Regions from separate parts of the Macaca mulatta genome. Here region 1 is linked to region 2. Evidence: chromatin contacts called from public Hi-C data. All regions are on one chromosome and are shown on one strand. Each heading gives the region's core, a stretch centred on a gene start, on an enhancer-like site or on the middle of the called end of the contact. The rest is flanking DNA. Distances are from core to core; before and after follow the strand shown. Region 1 overlaps ARL8A (ADP ribosylation factor like GTPase 8A). Region 2 holds the start of SHISA4 (shisa family member 4).

Evidence for each region. A called contact is a pair of places that touch in the nucleus more often than the background predicts.
Region 1: a Hi-C map of fetal cortex germinal zone shows a contact between it and region 2, with 3 times the contacts expected there. The contact joins the enhancer-like site here to the promoter of SHISA4 in region 2. A contact is called at or near these places in 5 of 14 Hi-C or Micro-C datasets (CD4 T cells, cortical neurons, fetal cortex germinal zone and 2 more).

What each region holds. Positions count from the first base shown.
Region 1 is chr1:59,798,243-59,800,942 of T2T-MMU8v2.0, forward strand. ARL8A (ADP ribosylation factor like GTPase 8A) reads right to left here. Exons shown (of 6, transcript XM_078002961.1): 6 at 1-2,700. Among named protein-coding and RNA genes, the nearest start is that of GPR37L1, 8.5 kb to the left of the region's middle. Within about 2 kb of position 1,334, at least 15 of the 40 cell types and tissues checked have an H3K27ac peak or open chromatin away from gene starts, as enhancers often do. A contact at or near this core is called in cortical neurons and fetal cortex germinal zone, where this site is marked.
Region 2 is chr1:59,542,744-59,545,443 of T2T-MMU8v2.0, forward strand. It overlaps SHISA4 (shisa family member 4), which reads left to right and starts at 1,349. Exons shown (of 5, transcript XR_013417583.1): 1 at 1,349-1,998; 2 at 2,129-2,300.

The sequences.
Region 1 (2,700 bases), core at 84-2,583, 260 kb after region 2:
GTGGCTCTGGGGACTCCAAGGGTTTTATGGCTTTTGAGGGACAGAGAGGATGGAGGGCTCGGGGAGCCGGGAGACCTAAGTCCTCATCCTGGTCTAAACCCCATGCTGCTTGGGAAGTCAAAAGCCTGGAAAATCTCTCTCCTGGAGCCCTCGTCTCTGCTATGCCCTCTCTCCACAAAGCCCCCCTTGGAGGGAGGCCAGTGCTCTTTCCTCTGTGAGCCCCAGGACTTCCCAACCTTTGTCACTCTGAGAGCTGCTCTTGTTCAGTTTCTTAGAATGGACTGTTTTGCCTGTAGACGGCCCAGCTGCCTGCCCCGGCCTGCCCCGGCCCAGCCCCCACTGCACCACCCTTCCCGCCAGAGCTCCCACTGCCCCCAGCAGATGCTTCATGCAGCTCCTCCTGTGGGGTCTTGCCCTTGAAGTCCCACTTCCCCCAGCCCCACCTCTGGGCCCTTCCAGAGGGCACCATTAGCCTTGTGGGTCCCTGGGAAGCTGGCACAGCATCAAACAGAAGTGATGCCTCAGCCAGGCTGCCAATCACTCCCTGCCTGGGAGCTCAGCTTTCCTCAGAACCGCCGCCCCTGTCTGAAGCTCTGTCCTGGGTCCCGCCAGACTTCTGCCCACCAGGCCTACCTAGAACTTCCACACGAGGCCTCAGGAAGGGTCCCGGGGGCCCAGGGACGGGCAGAGGCAGGGGTTCCGAGCACCCGGGGCTCCATTCTCCTCTGTCCACCCACCCACACTCCTTGGCCTCAGCCTGCCCTGTACCCAAGCTTCCCTCCCCCTCTCCTGGGGATCTTAACGGCCTTGTTCTCTCTCCCTGGCACCCACCCCCAGGGCGGGTGATGCCGCCAAGAGAGAGGGAGGCCGTTGCTAGGTGATGGCGCCGCCATGCGCACACCCTTTGTGCTGGGGAGTGACACCCACCCATTTCTCAGCAGACCTGTTGCCACGGTGACTGAAGTCCCCAGCTCTGTCTGTAGAAACTTCAGATGGCTGGGGGAGCAGGTTGGAGAGAGGACCAAAGGCAGGCCTGTCACGCTGAAGCTCCTAGGGACCATTTCCTCCCCATTTCCCCAACTCCTTCTCCACCCCCCGCCAGGCCTGGAGGCACCACCAGCTTCCTAAGGGATGCAGGAAGGGGCCGGGTGAACTGAGGTGAAGTCCAGGGCAGGGGAGGCAGACCCCTCAACATCCTGTTTAGGAGTCCTCCTCCACAAAGGGTGCCCTCCGCCTCTCCCTCCTGCTGGTTGGTCGACTCAGAGATGAAGGGGGAGAGATCGTGGCTCCAAGGCTCTGCCACTGCCACCTCCCAGGCCTGCCAATGTGAATGGCTTGCAGAATCAGTCAGCAGGCCAGCAGTCTTGGGAAAGAGCCACTGTCCCCGCAGCCTGGGCCAGCTGGGGGAACAATGTAGGGTTTGTTGCTTCGGGGTCCTAGGCTTGCGGGGGGGGGTTGGCACATGGTGGGCGGTGGACTTGAGCTGGGATGCTCTGAGATGCCACTGACATGCTTGCTCACCCAAGGGCAGACTTCAGACCAGCCCTCAGATCCTGATGCCAGGTTACGGGGATGAGGGGAGCCTGAAATCCACTGCGTCTCCCTGCTCCACTTGGGAGTCTCCTTCTCATCACTTATCCTGGAACCTGAGTGCAATTACTTAAACCTAGTCTCAGCTTCCTCATCTGCAAAATGGGAATAATCTGTCCTTCACAGAGGAGTATGGTCATTTAATGAGATAAGATACATAAAGCACTTTGCATAGTGCCCCAAACCTTTTATTCCTTCCTCCCCTTTGGGAATTCAATTCTCCAGTGTGATGGAGCAAGCTTGGCCAGGGGATTCTTAAATGCATCCAGGTTTTGGCATCAAAGGGCCCCAAACATGACAAATTACCTATACTCATGGTCTGTTCCCTGTTCACCTTTAATAGGTTGTGTGTGTGTGTGTTTTTTTTTTTTTTTAAGAGTTGGGGGGGTCTTACTATGTTGCCCAGGCTGGCTTTGAACTCCTGGGCTCAAGCAGTCTTCCTGCCTCAGCCTCCTGAGTAGCTGGGACTACAGGTGTGTACCACCATGCCTGGCTGAACACTTATTTTTTGAAACAGGAGCTCACTCTGTCACTCAAGCTGAGTGCTGTGGTGTGATCATAGCTCATTACAGCCTCTGTTTCCTGGGCTCACACAATTCTCCTGCCTCAGCTTCCTGAGTAGCTGGGACTGCAGGTGTGCACTACCACGCCTGGCTAATTTTTGATTACTTGTAGAGATAGGGTCTCACTATTTTGTTCAGGCTGGTCTCAAACTCCCGGACTCAAGTGATTCTCCTACCTTGGGCTCCCAAAGTGCTGGGATTACAGGTATGAACCACTGCACCTGGCCCTTGAACAAATTCTTTAAGTCTTATTAGTACCTGCTGCATGCCGGCACTCTGGAAGGAGGATGCTCGCTTGCTTCCTGGTAACCAGGTGTCTTATCTCAAACCTCAGTCCTCACTGAGGATCACAGGATCTAGAAAGGCACCTCGGCCTGGAAACAGCCCCAGATGAGTGAGATTGCTGGTCCTCTCCCAGGATCCCAGGCCCAGGGCAAACCCAGACAAGCTTGCAGCCAGGAGAGGGCAGGGGACAGAGCCCTGGCCCCCCTTCAACCTCCTTAGCCAAGAGGGCATGTCCCATTTTCCTTAGGAGTTGGGAAGTACC
Region 2 (2,700 bases), core at 99-2,598:
TCCAACAATGACAGCACCAATGGCTAGGGCTGGATGGCAACAGTGAACACAGCCACGTGGTCCCTGCAGTCATGGAGCTTTTAGTGTAGGAAAGAGGAGATGGATGGCAATGAGCACACTGAGTAGGTGGTGCTGGATTCAGAGGCATCTCTCTGTCCCTGCTGCTGCATTTATGACTGTGTCCTGCGTGAGGACATACTCTTGCCCATCAGGCTACCAGCAATTTTCTGGGGCAGGAGCCTATCCTCTCCTATTCCAGCTCTCTTGGGTAGGTGTGCCAGCACCCACAGGGACCCAGGATGGGATAGCTCCTCTTCCAGCTGTTCTTCCCTAACCTACTAAGATTCTACTGGGCCTTCCATGGACCTGCCCTGATTCTGTCACTCCAGAACACAAGAAATACTCGCTGTCTGCACAGTCTGCTGTTGTGGCTGGGGATCAACCCTGATTTAGATTTGGGTCTTCCTGATGCCTCTGCCATTTACTGGCTGTATTACCTTGAACAAGTTCTTTAACCTCCATGAGTCCTAGTTTCTCTGTCTGTGAAATGGGATTGATAACACCGACCAACCTTGCTTAGTTAATAGAGTTGTGGAAAGATTCCAGTGAGGTAGATGTGGAAGCCTGGACGTGCGTGTAAAGGGTGTACATGGCAGGGGATTAAGGTAGGCTTTTGATGATCTCCCTGGCTTAATTTGCAGTTCCTCGGAGGGTACCTCATGTACCATGGGGCATAGTCACTGGCACTCAGTATAAACCTGCAAAGACTGATTGACCTCTCCCACCCTAAAACGCTGTCTCCACCTGGAATTAACTGTTGCCCACCTGAAATTAACTGTTGACCTCCCTATGCTCCGGTGGCTATTGCAGTACCGGCTTGCTCTGTGAAGAGTGTATAACTGGATGGGCCCCGGGTGGCCCCAGCAGCCTGCCTTCCCTGCTAGTGAAGCCATGGGCTTGTGCATGACAGCCCTGTCCACTTGAAGGGGGAAGGGTCCATCGTAGGGAGCCAGTGCAGCTGGCAGGGTCCAGGCCTGTGGGCACCGCTGGGGACAAAGCCACTCTGAATGCCTCTCAATGAGTGCTTGTGTTCTGGGAATGGGGGCGGGGTGACATCCAGCCTCTTTCCCTCTCAGCCCCCCACAGGATGTCCCAGGCTGGACGCGGCAGAGGAGGTCCCCAACAAGGGAAGGTCCAGCCCTGCCCCTCCAGGGTTGGCCCATGTGTCTGGGCATTCGGAGGTGGCACCAGGATCAGGGCTTCTGGAGTCCAGCATACTGATTGGGCCCAGGCCGGGGGCGGGTCCAGGACACAGCCAGACTTCCCTGGCCGCAGTGCCCAACTGCCCGCGGTGCCCATGTTGGCTCGGACGGGAGGAACCACAGCGGAGCCGGGGACAGGGGGAGCAGGGCAGTGCTCTGCTGGGTGAGGGGCACCCAGCTCCAGAGGCTAGGTGGGCGTCGCTGGTGGGTGGACTCCTGGGCGCTGCGCGGAGCCGCGCCGGCTGGATTAGCGCGGGCGGGGCGCTTAGTCCCACCCCCAGAGGAGGCGGAAGAGGAGCCCCAGCCTGGCCGCGGGCTGGGCCCCGCCGCAGCTCCAGCTAGCCGGCTTGGTCCTGCGGTCCCTTCTCTGGGAGGCCCGACCCCGGCCGCGCCCAGCCCCCACCATGCCACCCGCGGGGCTCCGCCGGGCCGCGCCGCTCACTGCAATCGCTCTGTTGATGCTGGGGGCTCCCCTGGGTAAGGGGATGGGGAGTGATGCGGCCGGGGTGGGATGGGGTGGGATGGGGTGGGATGGGGGCGGAGGAAGGGGAGGGGCCGATCCGAGGGGCTTGGGGTCGAGGCTTATCCAAGGCTGCCACGGGAGACTTGGGTGTTGCTGGATCCTCAAGAAGCGGGAAGAGGGAGCGCCAGGATGCTGGACCATGGGAGGCTGACCCCGGGGTGCAGGGTCAGCTTCAGGCAGAGGCCTCTGGAGCTCCGGAGCTGAGACCCTCAGGTTGGAGACAAGGGGCAACCCTCAGTGTTCGGGAGCCAGCAGGCTGGGGACCACCGGGGCAGTGGGGCCGAGGGCGGCCGGGGATGAACTGGCCTGGTGGCCACTGGGCACCCCCAACCCCTGCCCGCAGCGCTGGCCGGCGAGGACTGCCTATGGTACTTGGACCGGAATGGCTCCTGGCATCCGGGGTTTAACTGCGAGTTCTTCACCTTCTGCTGCGGGACCTGCTACCATCGGTACTGCTGCAGGGACCTGACCTTGCTCATCACCGAGAGGCAGCAGAAGCACTGCCTGGCCTTCAGGTGGGTTCCTGCGTCCCCACTCTCACCCCCTCCTCCATCCTTTTCTCCAGAGGCCTCCCCTTCCTCCCTCCCAGACTCCTGCCTCCTCTCCATTTCGACCTCCACATTCTTAGCTGAATGGAGTCACCAGGACTCCAGCTTGGCGGCAGAGCTAGGTGCTTAGGTGCTGGTGCCTGGGAGTTCCAGAAAAGGCATGTTAGTTACCTTCATAGGCTTTGGCCGGGCCAGGGGTTTCCAGGTTCTTTCTGGAGCCCTCCCTTTGGTCCTGCTAGGTCCTGGGGAGGCAGGGTTCAGGGTTAACACCTGGACGACAGTGTGGCTTTGTGGAAGAAGCTCTGGCACAAAGGCGGAGACTTGGGTTTGATTCCCAGGTCCACTTCTTACTAGCTGTGTGATCTTG